2 separate regions of the Zea mays genome follow, and region 2 is linked to region 1. Evidence: chromatin contacts called from public Hi-C data. All regions are on one chromosome and are shown on one strand. Each heading gives the region's core, a stretch centred on a gene start, on an enhancer-like site or on the middle of the called end of the contact. The rest is flanking DNA. Distances are from core to core; before and after follow the strand shown.

Region 1 (7,404 bases), core at 1,583-4,082:
GCATGAAGTATAAAGTAAGAGTATAAACAAGCACAAGTGTCTATATAAATACAATGAGAGTAGCGCATGTCAGAACTTACCATACACATACAACATAAAGTATTATACAATGCATGGAAGGAAATGTGTATGCAACATATGAACATAATTGTGTATCATGAGAGTATAACATATAAGGATAGCAAGATCCACCGTCCATGTCTATGTCTCTCCCCCTATCTCACATACTTCTTGTCCCCACTCTCCCTTAGCATCAAGCACACTAAATTACAAAACCTAAGTGTCCTATGGAGGGACCGACACAATTGTGTAAGGTGTTAAGTGTGTGGAGTGGTCCAAACTACATGAGAAGTGCCTCCTCATCTAAGTCAGAAGAAGGTTCTCATGCTAGAGCTCATGTCTCATGCTATGTCTGGTTGGTCATAGAAGCTATGACTAGCTATGTGTGTGTGTGTGGAGGGGGAGGTCAAATGACACAACTAACACAAGCTCAAGATGTTGATGTTCTACAACCTCCCCTCAAGTGGTTGATCAAAGAACACCACCCCTACTACAAGCTCATCCACAATACCTCATCATAGGGAGTCCATCAATGAGAGTTATCACTCGATCTAAAAATATATATCTTTTGTTGAACATCACTCATTTGTCTCTGGTATAACTAAACTTGTAATGAAGTTTGGACACTGAGGCACCACATGATGCAAGGATGGATAGTAAAAATATATATGCATAATAATTAATTAAAAATAAAAAACATAATCATGTTTGAATTAATATCTTATTTCAACAAGGTCTATCAATATGATATATAGAAAACGTAGCAATATACGGACAACTAATTAGTCTCTACTATATTAAAACACTAGTTTCGACGGTCGTCCCGCGTCATATTTTTACAAATAACCCCTTATATTATTTAAAATAGCCCACAAGACACATTCTCTTCACATCGATCACATCTAATCCAATTCGTCTATCTACTACCCGTCCTCAGTGAATCCGCGCCCCGCACGGGGCGCGAGCGCCTCAGTCACCCACATAATGACACAAAGTCAGGCACGCCATGTCTTCTGTTTATAGCAACGAATGACATGGCAAGTAGGCTTGTGCCAAATGCACCGCGACAGAAGCCCAACAACCCAAGCACGCTGCTCCGTAGGGGACGGGGAAAGCGGTTTCAGCAGACCCACACACGACGTGTCTTCCATGCATAGAAACGCGGGAGCATACCCAGACCACAAATTTAAGCAAGACAAGAAGTATACAAAAGATAGTTGTTAGCAAGGTTGAAGGAGGAACATCCTAGTGCGGTAATTCTTTACCTACTATTCTTTGTTAGCAAGGTTGAAGGAGGAACATCCTTAAAGGCGTTATGGTCGTCTGCCCGTTGCCACCACGTTGCCCATCATCACGCCACCGTGCCTGGCCAGCCGCCCTGCCGTCGAGCACCACAGCGCCGCCTGCCAGTGGTGGTGGCGAACATCACTCGTGTGAGTTTCCCGATGATGATCGACAGCAGTGACCTATGAGACTTTTGTGACTTTTGTGAGATTTAATATTGTTGTTACTTGTAGTTGTGACTTATGAGATGAGATTCGACACTTTTGAGACCCGCATTGTGACCTTTGTGATTGTGATGAAATAGATAAGACTATTATTGTCTTTGTTATTGTTCTTATGGTGATTGTATGTGAGATGTTATATGTGAAATGTGGTGTGGTGTTGTTGCTATTCTATGTGTAATGTTGTGGAATGTGGTGGAAACTGAAAAAGAAACAATATTTATAATGGTGGTCAATTTAACTTCCTAGAGTTAGCTAACTTTTGAGAGAGGAGGCTGAGTCGTCGGAAGTTAGTGGTTGATGGTGTCAGGCCCGCGGACGACGTCAGACCTAGGCTAACTTTAGAGAGGCACTGTTAGCCGTCGTAAGTTAGCTAACTTCGAAGATAGTTGTAGGAAGTTAAGCTAACTTTCAACCGAAACTTTCCGAGAGCTTAACTTCTGATGGCACCACTTAACTTTCGATAGTGCTCATAACTTCCGAGAGTTGGTAGCTAACTTCTGATGATTTGGGCTCTTGGAAGTTAATTAGTTTCCTGTAGTGAGTGTTGCACTCGGCAAAAGGTGTCTTGATGAATGCAATGTCCAGAGCAGTCGACAAAAGACACATTGTCTGGACACCTGGAAACTTCCTTTGCTAAGTGTCAAAGCCAAGACACTTAACAAAGCTCCCACCTTTGCCGAGTGCACTGACCATACCACTTGACACAAGTTGTGTGAGCTACCTAGAACTTGCTTTGTTGAGTGCCAAACTCAGGCGCTCGATAAAGACTCTATCACCATCACTCACGCTATTAAGGCACTTTTTATTTGCCAAGTTTGGATTTAGCAGTCGGCAAGAAGTCCTATATATAGATGTCCAATAAGCACGAGGCCCGTGAGCCCGGCACGAAGTCCGTTGTTTGAGCCCGGCACGGCCTGGTTCTATGCGGGCCCGGGCCGGCCCGGCACGAATAAGCGGGCCGGGCTCGGACAAGAAACTAGGCATGGTGGGCTAGCCCGGCACGGCTCGTTTACCTCTAAGCCCGTTAAGCCCGCTTTTTTACACTAAAAAGTACTTATCGGCCCGCATAGCCCGTTTAGGCCCGCTGCGGGCCAGGCTCGGACAGGGAATTGAGCCCGCGTGCCTAGACGGCCCGGCCCGGTTTTCTAACCGTGCCTGGCGAGCCGGGCCCAAAACGGGCCGAGCTTCACCGGGCCCGGGCCGGGCCGGGCCGGGCGGCCCATTTGGACATCTCTAGTCCTATACCGACGATTTTTTTTTTCACTGAGAGCCCTTTGCCGTGTGCAAACGGTCCTAATGGTCACGCCACTTTCAAACCTCCTCGAGAGCAGCTGCCGCCAGAAGGAGAGGAGGAGGAAGCATCTACGTCGAGGCGACCGAGCTTAGAAGAGCGCAGTATTGTGTCATTGTGTGTCAACTCCAGCAGCTAAAAATAGACGGGGCTAAATTACAGGGACCTCCATCAACATCGCCGAGCCCTGGAAACACAACACGCGAAGCCAACAATGGCTATTTATAACATCTCACCTTTCTCTCTCCTCCCCTCCTTAGTTCCCTTAGCGCGTGCCGGCCGCCTCCGCTCATCGTCGTGCACCATGCCAACTCCGAGAAGACGATCTTGCAAGGAAAGCGCATGCAAGAACGTCGTCACATATATAGAGGAGTAGCAGCCAGCAAGAGGTGGAATCGACGGCTTGATCCCGAGACCGACCGAGACCAGCTGCAAAAGCTCCTAGCTAGCGCATTGGCCGCCGGAGTGGGCTGCAGTGCAGTACAGGTGGATCGCATGCGAGGAGGATGCGAGTGCTGGAGGAGGACCTGTACCCGTCGACGCCGGGGAAGGTGAAGGTGGAGCGGGCGGGGGCGATGAGCCGGTACCTGCACCGTTGCTTCGCGTCCACGGGGACCATGTTCCTGTGGGCGCTCTTCCTGGTGGCCATGACGGCCACGTACCTGAGCGTCCACTCCATCGTGGACACCTCCTCCCGCTACTTCGCGGCGTCCTGGGGCGGGCTGCACTGGGAGCGGCAGATCCGGGCGTCGGCGTCGCCGCGGCGGCCGCCGGGGTCCGCGGAGGGCGCCGGGCTGTCCGTGCTCGTCACGGGCGCCGCCGGCTTCGTGGGCACGCACTGCTCGCTGGCGCTGCGCAAGCGCGGCGACGGCGTCCTGGGCCTCGACAACTTCAACTCCTACTACGACCCCTCGCTGAAGAAGGCCCGGCGCGCGCTGCTGGGCTCCCACGGCGTGTTCGTGGTGGAGGGCGACATCAACGACGGCCGCCTCCTGGCCAAGCTCTTCGACGTGGTGCCCTTCACCCACGTGCTCCACCTCGCGGCGCAGGCCGGCGTGCGCTACGCCATGGAGAACCCGGCGTCGTACGTGCACTCCAACATCGCCGGCCTCGTGTCCCTCCTCGAGGCCTGCAAGGACGCCGACCCGCAGCCGGCCGTCGTGTGGGCGTCCTCCTCCTCCGTCTACGGCCTCAACGACCGCGTCCCCTTCTCGGAGGCGCACCGCACCGACCGGCCTGCGTCGCTGTACGCCGCCACCAAGAAGGCCGGCGAGGAGATCACCCACACCTACAACCACATCTACGGCCTCTCCGTCACCGGCCTCCGCTTCTTCACCGTGTACGGTCCGTGGGGGCGCCCCGACATGGCCTACTTCTCCTTCACCCGCAACATCCTCCAGGGGAAGCCCATCACGGTGTACAGGGGCAGGGACCGCGTCGACCTCGCCCGGGACTTCACCTACATCGACGACATCGTGCGCGGCTGCCTGGCGTCGCTGGACACGGCGGGCCGGAGCACCGGCACCGGCGGCAAGAAGCGCGGCCCGGCGCCGTACCGGATCTTCAACCTGGGGAACACGTCGCCCGTCACGGTGCCCACGCTGGTGTCCATCCTGGAGAGGTACCTGCGGGTGAAGGCCAAGAAGAACGTGGTGGAGATGCCCGGCAATGGCGACGTGCCCTACACGCACGCAAACATCAGCCTGGCCCGGGAGCAGCTCGGCTACAAGCCCACGACGAGCCTGGAGATGGGGTTGAAGAAGTTCGTCAGGTGGTACCTCTCCTACTACGGATACAACCGTGGGACGCATACCTTCAGGAACTCATGATGTCGCTCGTGCCTTCCACTCTCGTCTGGGTCCACACAAGTTGTGGGGGAAATTGTGTTGACTGGCTGTTGTAGTTGGGTTAGGACAGAAGAGGAGGGGACGGCGACAGAACGATCAAACGGAGGGCCGGCTTTTTAAAGATTTCTTTCGAGCTTCCTAACTTTAGAAAACTAATAACATTATCGAAAAAAGCTATCGTCGACTCTCAGCGTCAAAAAAACCAACAACCGCTTTTTAGAAAACATAAAAAAATACAACTCAAACAAATATACTCTTAGATGGTCATCACACTGGGGCCGGCAAAGTACAAATTTGATATCTCAATGTTTCTTATTCAAAACTGTCAATGTTTAACGAACAATTCGTATATAGTTACTGAAAGATGGCAATAGAAAACAATTGGATCAGCTCACACGCGGCAGTTCAATACAACACAAACAACACCATAGTTTGAAGGAGACGAAATTGCAGACGTACATATTTCTTAACGTTTTATGTTCCTGTTGTGCGATTAAATATGCGTGATCCCTTGGGTGCAGCGCCATGCCGACATCCTTCGATGGTTCCTTTGCAGATCGACCATGGGACGTGTGTATGCAAGGTCCTGCATATGATAAGATATGTAATGTGCTCAGCTCCTTAGCAGGTCCAAGAATTGAAGCCGCAATCAGGGCATCAGCAATGCAAAGAGAACTTACTGCAGGTAAAGTGAATCGTTGCTTCCAAAGAGAACAGAAATGCAACAGAACGCCAGGAATTAATGGTTAATGTAATATGAACCTCACAAGTACTTGGATAGCCAAGGAAGATCTGGGGATTCCTTGAGGGCAAATGTCACATCGTCACTGTCAACCAAGAAAACGAGGTATTGGATCAACAGCAAGAGAAAGTAGGTTCAAACTGGTTTTGGATTTGAATTTAGTTCTTTATTGCTGTTTTCAAGAGCCGACCTTGGATAGTTAAGCTGAACCTTCTGCAACTTGTGCTTACTACCCTCTTCACAGAGGATGATCTTGCTTTCACCAAGCTTGCAACTGCGAATGGGACAAATTCAAAATTTACTGATAGGTCACTGAACCAAATCAGAGGAAGAGTAGAAGTTAAGAAATGAGAAGTGAGTGGAACATCAGTACAAAGCATCAGTAGTTCTATCTCATTAGAGAAAAATGAAGTGTCACATATAAGAGAATTTTCACAAGTAATTGCCAGCTAACTAAAAGCTATGACAACTGGACCACCGCGAAAAAATGTACGGTCCAAGTTTACAAATTCCACGCAATCGTCCATGATCAAAATTTTAACACGTGAGAGATGCAAAGGATGCAATAGCAAGCGAAATGGATCAGTACAAAACAGGTCACTTTAGGTAAGCCAATTGGACCGCCTCAAACAATGCATAGTCCATTTTTTACAAACTCCACACGATCTTCACATGCTCAAAATTTCAACACATGAGAAATGAAAAGGATGCAATAGCAATTGAAAAAGAAGGCAGGCTGAAGTTTTCCCTTTCAGTCTATATCCAAGCATGCACTAATAGCCATTGCTTTCAATATACTAGAAAACTGCTACTTCTGTCCAAAAAAACCATGTCATTCAGGTTTGCCTAAGTCAAACTATTTTAAGTTTGACAAACTTCACAAAAAAGAATGTCAACACTTATAACAAGAAATAGGCATACTATAAAAATAGTTCCGTGGTGAATATAAGATACCTATTTGGTGGAATGGTGGTAATATAGATATCTGTATTTTTTAGTATAAAATTAGTCAAACTTAAGATTGTATGACTGAGGACAACTAAAACATCTATTTGGGAGAGGCGTAAAAAAATGGCATATGATACATGCAAATGCTAGGGATGGAAATTGGAAAAGGAACATGCCGATGTAACTCCATTTGCTATGGCACACAGAAGCAAAGGCAACACCATCAGTAGCCACATTACACATGATGGTATGTGTACATGAACTCAAGGAGTCTACTGTATTACTGTATATGAGGATCTTCAGCACAGTTTCATCTATTGCAAGCAACACATATTGAATTAGCATACCAAATTTTCAAGAGAGTGTCGTATCCAGGCAATAGTTCTCTGTTGGCATGGCACCAGGAGAAAACTGTTGTTGCTAACTACAGAAAAAGAAAATATCTCGTTAGATTTCTTCATAAGCACCCATACTAGTACTATGTGCATGGCCCCAAACAGGCAGGATATAAACAAGAGCAGTACTGATAACATCTTCCAAAGTAAGCATGAAACAGTTCATCGCATGCCTCAGTTCACATGGAAACTCAGACACAGCTAGTGGGAGGAAAAGCACCACTCAGTATATGTAAGTGTAATTAAGACTGGATGAGTAATCAATGAAATGAACAATACAACAACCACAACAAAGCCTTTTAATCCCAAGCAATTATCAATGAAAAGGAAATACTGCACTTGCAATAGTTCCATTCAGCACTACCATTGCAGCAGGGTAATACTAATACAGAAAAGGAAAAAATAGTTAATGGAAATAAGAGATTGCCCAAAATAATCAACAACAGATTCTGAAGCCTGATAAAGTCAGGAAGCTTAAAAATACAATATCAAGAAAGTGTAGCCATCTGGAAAAAATGGCAGCAGAACAGAAGAAATCCAAAATGAACAATTTGTAGGTTAGTTTTTGGTCCACATAGCATGGGGTGAGACAGCCACACGAGGGCCTGTGCCA
Region 2 (7,404 bases), core at 3,554-6,053, 210 kb before region 1:
GTTTCTTCAGCGGCCATGTTTAGCAGCATTTTATCTATATCAGCGGCTATGCTCTCTAAATTAATACCTTCGGAGTTAGCATCTTCGGCTCTGGCCTCTTCTACGGCAGCCTCCGAAGGTACAGCTTCAGTAGCTGTCATGATTTCAATTGTCGGCATCTTCAGAGTTGGAGCTCTTGGTGTTGTTGTTTCAATCACTTCAGTCACGGTAACAATCCTTTGTCTTTTTGGCCTAGATGCCTTTGTCTTTGTGGGCTCCTTTTCATTATGAAAAAGCTTCGTCAGATGAAGCCCCAATGGACTTAGTTTGACAGGCAAAGTTTCAGTCATTACCTTTAGAATTTCCTTTATTTCAGCATCAGAAGATGTCGCAGAAGTCTTCTCTTCTTCATCAATTGATTTTTGTTCCGGGATTGATTCCTTTCTTTTCTTTGAAGTTAACACTTTCGATTCAAACTTTTCTTTCTTCTTTTTTGATTGATCTTCGTCGTCTTTGATCAAAGCGCCAGCTACTCTTTTCCTTTTCTGCCCTTCGGCACCCTTGTCGAGTCGCTCATAATCAGGATATTCAAAGCCTATAGCATCAAGCACTCTGTTTAGCCTTCGTTTTGGCCGGGTGCCGAAGGCTGCTGTCATCAATTGATCCTCCTTTTTAGAATAGTTCCCAAGAATTTCAGTGCACATTACTTTGATTGTTTCGAGCCATTCTTGGCAGGGTGCTTGAAATATTTCTTGAACTTATAGTGGTAGGGCAGTCGGACAAGCTCCCCCTCTTTCTTCTCTTTTTCAAGCTTCGGCATAACCCATTCCTTCATAGTTGGAAATATTTTGTAAGCCAATGCGCTCTGCGATAATCCTAAATTCAGCCAACGCAGTTTGGGTTGGACCTTCTGGTGTCATATTGCATTGGGGTCTGGTTTCTCCGAAGATCAGTTCAAGCGGACTCTGGACTAGCTTCTCCTTGTCATCATCAACTTCGACGTAGAACCATTCCGATTTCCAGCCTGCCGGCCACTTGCTTCGGTAGCTGATCACAGAAAATTTTGTAGTTTTCCGATAGGCAAAATTGTAACAACCAAAATTTTCATGTAGCCCATCCTTTCTGGTCTTGGTTTGGTAATGTAGCTCGTGCACCCGGCAGAAACCTTCGGCAAATGGTTCCACCCCTGGCTTCAGAGAGCCCAAATATAAACACTAAGCCTAACAATAGCGTTAGGAGTTAGTTGATGAAAGTGGATCCCAAACTTCTTTAGCACATCGGCAATCATCCTGTTCAAAGGAAATCTCAAACCAGCTTTGAGGAAACTCTTGAAAATCACTATTTCATCTTTCTGTGGCTTCGGAGTAGTTTCTTTTCCACCGAAGCGAATCAGCTCTTTTTTATCTTCGCTAAAGTAGTCCGACTTCACCATCTTAGGAAAATCAGCTTTGGAGATGCTCGACTTTCCGAAGTCCAGGTGGCTAGGCTTGCTCGGCACTGCGATGTTGTAATCATCTTCAGAATCGGTCTCTTCAATATCTGCTTGCTCTGCTTCAGCAGCAGGGACGTCTTCCGGTGTCATCAACCCAGATCGCTTCATTGCTTCCGAGATAGGAACAGTTTCTACAGCTTCGGTTTCGTCTCCCTCGCGATCGACTCTTGCAGTAGAGCGAACTCTGGCCATTTGATTATGACTTACTTGAAATTTTTTGAATTGGCTTTTTTGTCTTTTTCGAAGCTCTTACACTTGCGCCGAAGCAGATTTTGTATGAGCGCAATGATCAAGCTTCGGCTATGACTAAAAATTTGGCAGCAAAACAGTACAATAGCAATGAATGTTACGGTAACTTCACACCTACCCGTCTATTTATATAGTGCTGCAGGTGGGAAGGTGAATCGGCAAGGTCTCCAACACCGAACAAACAGTCACCTGCGCTCACTGAATGGTGGGCCACATAGCTCGAGAAGGTGAATCGCTGGCAAGAGTGTAATCGGTGCAAGATGGGTCGCGCGTCCGACGATTATTTTAATCGTTTCTCGCCAACGAGCTCAGGGAAGGTGTTTTTTGGATCTTCGGCATCCCGAAGCTTAGAAGATTTTTCACGGATCAAGCTCGTTACGAAAAACGATCTAGCGTCGCGAAGGGGCTACTGTTGGGGGTATGCTTCGTAGCCGAAGATCCTAAAGAAATAAACACCTTCGGCAGATCCTCTCCAAAACAGCGCCGAAGATATCAACTATAAAGCTTCGGTACAGTGACATGTCTCAAGACGAAGGGGTGAACCGACTTAAAGATGAAATGACTTAAAGACCCATGATATTCTGTGTCATTATTATAGTTCATTGTAAAGGGTATAAATGTAATTATATACAGGCTGTGAACTGTGCCTATAAATAGGTGAACAGTACCCCTGTACTGTTCACGTGCTCTCCTATAATCACGCATTGGGCATTTGTTTTTGCTTCACGCTGGTATTTTTGCTTTCCTTCGAGCCGAAGGTACATTTGTAATTTGTTATCATTTTTACAATAATGAAATAGAAATGAGTTAATAATAATAATCATGTATTTAAATTATTTTACATATTTTTTTATCCTTCCTCATTATTTGTTGTGTTTATGAAGGTATAACCTTCATAACATTCGTCCGGAATCCATTATATCCTGAGGAAAATAATGCTTCGAAGGACGAAGGACTATAACATTTAACAATTTTTATGTTGTCTTGTTCTTGATTCATAGCATTTGAGAAAAGTCCTCAACACGGAGCGAACGAATGCGTGAGCCATGCATGCATGTATTTAATGTGCTCTGTATCTATAGTTCCACATCGTACGGTAGATCGTCAAATCTCGTGAATGGTTTTAATTCGTTGTATGCGGGTACAGAGCAATCTCTTTTTGCAAGCTACCTCCTCCGCAGTGGTTGTGAGTTGCATGCCCCAACGCTCAAATGAAGTGTTCTTCAGTAGCCGGAAGATAGTGCATGCATGCAAAGATAACAGCTAGCAGCGCCAAGAACTGGTTACTTTGCAGGTTGCTTTGCCTGCATCAGGATTCAGGATCATGATCGAAATCCAACTACAGCTAGCTAGTTATTAGGATACGAGCTACCAGTTTGCTTCATCCATTCATCGCGGAAAAACCGATCGATCCAAACGACAAAAAATAGCAAGAGCGAGCGACTACACACCAGAATAAGCTAGGTCTAGCTCGGTGTCTTCTTCACCGATGAAACACTCAAACACACACACACACACAAACGCACACAACCAAGGCACGTATTACGTCGTAGCCATGCATGAAAGCAACAGCAGCAGCCAAGAATGTACCGTGCTCCGGAGCACACACTCCAGTTTACCATGCACGTACGTACACATGCTCGATCTCTACGCCTTCCCCTCGTTGGCCATCCTGAAGGCGGCCGCCTGCGCCGCGGCCGCGCCGTCGGACCCGCCCGCCGCCGCCGCCGCCGCCGCGGCGAACGTGTCGCGCACCTGCTCCGTCGTGTAGGGGAAGCCCGAACGGGTCATGGAGTTGAGCAGCGCGGCGGCGCCCTCGCGCAGCAGCGCGCCCGCGCCGTCCGACCGCGTGTTCGCCAGCGCGTCCTGGATGCTCACGTCCGTCCCGCCTACCCTGCCAGCCGCGCCGAAGAAGTGGCCCATCGTCCCCATCGACGACGACGTGCCCGGGAACCGCCCGCCGATCGCCGACCAGATCTCCATCGGGTGCGACCTCCAGTAGCTGCTCGGTGGTCACGTCACGATGAAGAGTAGACGACAGAGCAACTTTTGGTCAGTGGCTGCATGCATGGCGAGTTGGCCACACCGACGTACGCGTCATGAATCATGATGTATGACTATGAGCAGTGGCTTACTCGCAGGAGCCCGGGAGAGAGCCGAAGCTGTGGGGGTCGAACGGCGTCGGCGACGAGGTCCCTATGCCGCCGTGCGAGGGGGCGTCGCCGTACGCCGGCGTCGGGGAGCTCCCGTAGGCGCCGCCACCATGGGCCGGCGAGGGAGACCCGCCTCCGTAGGCGCCACCGCTGCCGGGAGTGGACGGAGACCCACCGTACGCGCCGCCGCCGTGGGACGGGGAGCCACCGTAGCCGCCACCGGTGGACGGGGCTGTCGGCGAGGACCCGGAGCCGCCGTGAGACGGGGAGCCGCCGGTGGAGGGCGACGTCGGCGTGGACCCGGAGCCGCCGTGGGACGGGGAAGGCAGCGTTGTCCCTCCGTGAGACGGCGATGGCAAGTCCCCACCGCTGCCGCCGTGGGACGGGGAAGGCAGTGTTGTCCCTCCGTGCGACGGCGACGGCAAGTCCCCACCGCCGCCGCCGCCGCCGTGGGACGGCGTCCCGGTGGAGCCTCCGTGCGAGTGCGACGGCGTCACGGGAGTGATGCCGCCGCCGTGGCTGCCGCTGCCGATTCCCGGGAACGAGCGCGGGTCCATCCCCGGCACGCAGTCCGGCTTCTTCACGTCGTCGCCTGCATGCGCCGACGCCATCTCAAAGGTAAAAAATAAAATAAAATGCAAGCTTGCTCGCCACGGCGCCGCCCTCATGGGACATCGGCATTGGTGCTTGTTTCATCTGGAGTGGGCAGAGCTCAAGAAGATGTACTATACCTTGGCTAGCCTTCTCCGCGGGGCTGGCCCTGGACTCCACCACGGCCACGAATGCCTGCGCGGCCAACGCCGCGAGCACGAAGCTCGCGAGGAGATCTCTGCCCGTCCTCCGCGCCTCCATAGCAGCTGCTGCCTCTGCTCGCTTGCTCCTCCTCCTGTCCTCTGCTGTGGAGCGAGCGGCGGTGTGTGCTACTGCTTGGAACGGAGGGGCGAGATGAGATAAATGAGCTGAGCAGGCGCGTATATAAAGCGGGAGCAGAAGCTACCAGACTCTGGCGCCACGGAGTATTGAAGGCGAGCGTCGTGAATTCATGGGTGTCGCAGATGACGCAGCGGGGTGGTTGGCGGAGGAATTCAATGCGCGCATATGAACGTATGTGTATCGAGCAATTCATCATCCGACTGAATGATCCGAGTAGGAAACTAGGAATAGGCCAGGCGTGCGCTTGCCTCCGCGCGCGGACTGCTGGAGTGGAGTGCTGGAGGGGAGGAGACTGGTGCATGCGCTCTGGGCTGTTTCAAGCCCATCTCCTGTCGGAAGAGAAGCAGGATGTATCGGAGGAAGTGAACTGAAATAGCTCAAGCAGTTTGAATGTGTCTTTTCAATGTGCCTTTAATCCGAAACAGTTTCTACGATATGTTTGGTTCAATTTTTTTAAGTACCTTTTTTTAGAATCTAGTTGACTTAGCTTTTTTCTGATAAGCTTTTCTAAAAATCTGTATGTGAGGAAAAGTTTAGTATCGTGTAGATTACGTGCGAAGAAAGATAAAAGACTTTATATGGTTTAAGATGTATAAAGTGACGGTTTCTTACTATCGTAACAACTTAGTCAATACAATGTTCACATTGATTTTGTATAATTTCGACCAAAACGATTTTTATAGAAACAGACTGAAAAACTATGCCTAGAAGCTAGAAAACGGTCAAATAAACATAGCTTATGGCTCCTCCGTCCATCCATGATTCATTTTATTATACGGCTCCACCACCAGCAACCCACCTGACCCATCCTTTTATCTTGCGTGGAGTGATGCTTTGCTCTCCATTCATGATTCATTTTATTACCGCTCCACCACCACCCACCCACCCATCCATTGCTCTTGCGTGGAAAGTTTTCAAATATTTGATATTTTGAACATGATCTCATATACCAAGGAGCTGTTAAATATGGTTGTTCTTTCCTATAATACACCTAATAAATAGGTTCAAGTTCCAAATCAAACACAAGATGTTAGCTTAGATGGTTGCAACACTGGTCGTCATTACACTAGGTCTCGAGGTCGAATTCTTATTCTGCCCGCGCGATTACAATTTCGTTTGGCGCCACCAGGTTTGACGTTCCGGCTATTGTTCTACCGCTAAAATGGATTAGCACTCCAAGTATAAATAAGCTCACACCGTACAAAATGTACCAGTAAGTTTTGCAAGCCTACCAAACATGGAGTTAAACATAAGAGTGCTGATGGTGATGCCAGGGGAGGACGGCAGTAAGTTTTGCAAGCCTACCAAACATGGAGTTAAACATTAGAGTGCTGATGGTGATGCCAGGGAAGGACGGCTGCAACCAAGAGCGAGACACATAGCTCATCCAACATCGCCGAAGGCTCTACTTGTCTCTCTTCAGTGGAGTGAATTAAATTGAATTGGTTTAAGTGAGTATTACTCTTTTGAGTTCTAGATATTGGTTTTTTTGATGTCGTCATCAGATGGATAGATATTGAGATTCTTTTTGAGAAAATATAATAAGATCAGAACATTTTCTAGCTCTGCTACTGCTCCTTTAAGCATGGTGTACAACAGCGCCATGCACTGATGCGCCTTACAAAAGGTGGATGCTCGACTGTTTCATATGTGTCATTTTTTTCCAGAACCATTCAGAGTTTGCTGGTCTGTTCATGTGTGTTGCTTCAATAGCCCATATACTCTATACTAGAGATTGTAGTGATCAGTTCCGACTTCTACTATCATCAAAACTATGAAAAATTGATTATTACAGGTCCAATTACATCGAAATTTATTATGTGCTTCATCAAAATGTAATTTTCGAGCTGCTGATGCTTCTTGATCAACTCTAAGTAAAAGGCTTGTATATCCTCCTTCTATCAATGGAGAAATCATAGCTAGAAAATTGTATTATCATCGCCTTGACCATTTTCACTAGTAGCCAACAATGCTATGTGTGGTGTCTGCTTTTATGTACGACTACTGTTAATAATTTGCACTTATAAAAATGATCAACCCGTAGATGAACAAAAATGGTATCAAAGAAATAGATGATTATACTATGTTTTCTGCTGCTCATCGGCTCTCTGATCACCCATCGGTGGAGAATCTTCAGATGCAAAAGGGAGTATAAGAGATTGTACCCGCTGATCGTTGGCTTCGTGTTCCTCGATTGTTGCGGTGTTTTCATGTGCAGAAGCAAACCCGAATTGTCTTCCCATGTCCTCTTCTCCTACCATGTCCTTGTGCCTTCTTCCTGCCATGGTAGTCTCGGTTTCTAAACGATGGGATTTATGGTGCTAGATGATTGTCTTAAAACATACATAGAAATTGCTATACTCTGGCTGAGAATAGATCACGTTTGTCTCAGACAGTGAAGAGACGGATCGTTGTGAAGCGACACATGATAGCAGGGAGAGTCAATGATCAGTGGCGGCCGCAGTACGTGATTCGCGATTATAGATGACAAAAAAAGTCAGCGTCCGTAAGCCGAGCGCCCGAGCCGGAGCAAAAGAATCGGTCGTTTTGAGCCGAGATGAAGGCTCCATGTTTTGTTTCTTGGAGATTTGTGGGCGG

Evidence for each region. A called contact is a pair of places that touch in the nucleus more often than the background predicts.
Region 2: a Hi-C map of leaf shows a contact between it and region 1, with 4 times the contacts expected there. The contact joins the promoter of LOC100501424 here to the promoter of LOC103629864 in region 1. A contact is called at or near these places in 3 of 25 Hi-C or Micro-C datasets (ear, leaf and tassel).

What each region holds. Positions count from the first base shown.
Region 1 is chr6:118,710,180-118,717,583 of Zm-B73-REFERENCE-NAM-5.0, reverse strand. LOC103629864 (UDP-glucuronate 4-epimerase 1) reads left to right here and starts at 2,832. Exons shown (of 1, transcript XM_008650954.3): 1 at 2,832-4,844. The coding sequence starts at 3,366. The coding sequence ends at 4,688. LOC100280350 reads right to left here. Exons shown (of 17, transcript NM_001361062.1): 14 at 6,744-6,820; 15 at 5,639-5,722; 16 at 5,387-5,533; 17 at 5,113-5,292. The coding sequence ends at 5,470.
Region 2 is chr6:118,923,782-118,931,185 of Zm-B73-REFERENCE-NAM-5.0, reverse strand. It overlaps LOC100501424 (Protodermal factor 1), which reads right to left and starts at 4,803. Exons shown (of 3, transcript NM_001346922.1): 1 at 4,605-4,803; 2 at 3,856-4,465; 3 at 3,077-3,722. The coding sequence starts at 4,725. The coding sequence ends at 3,368.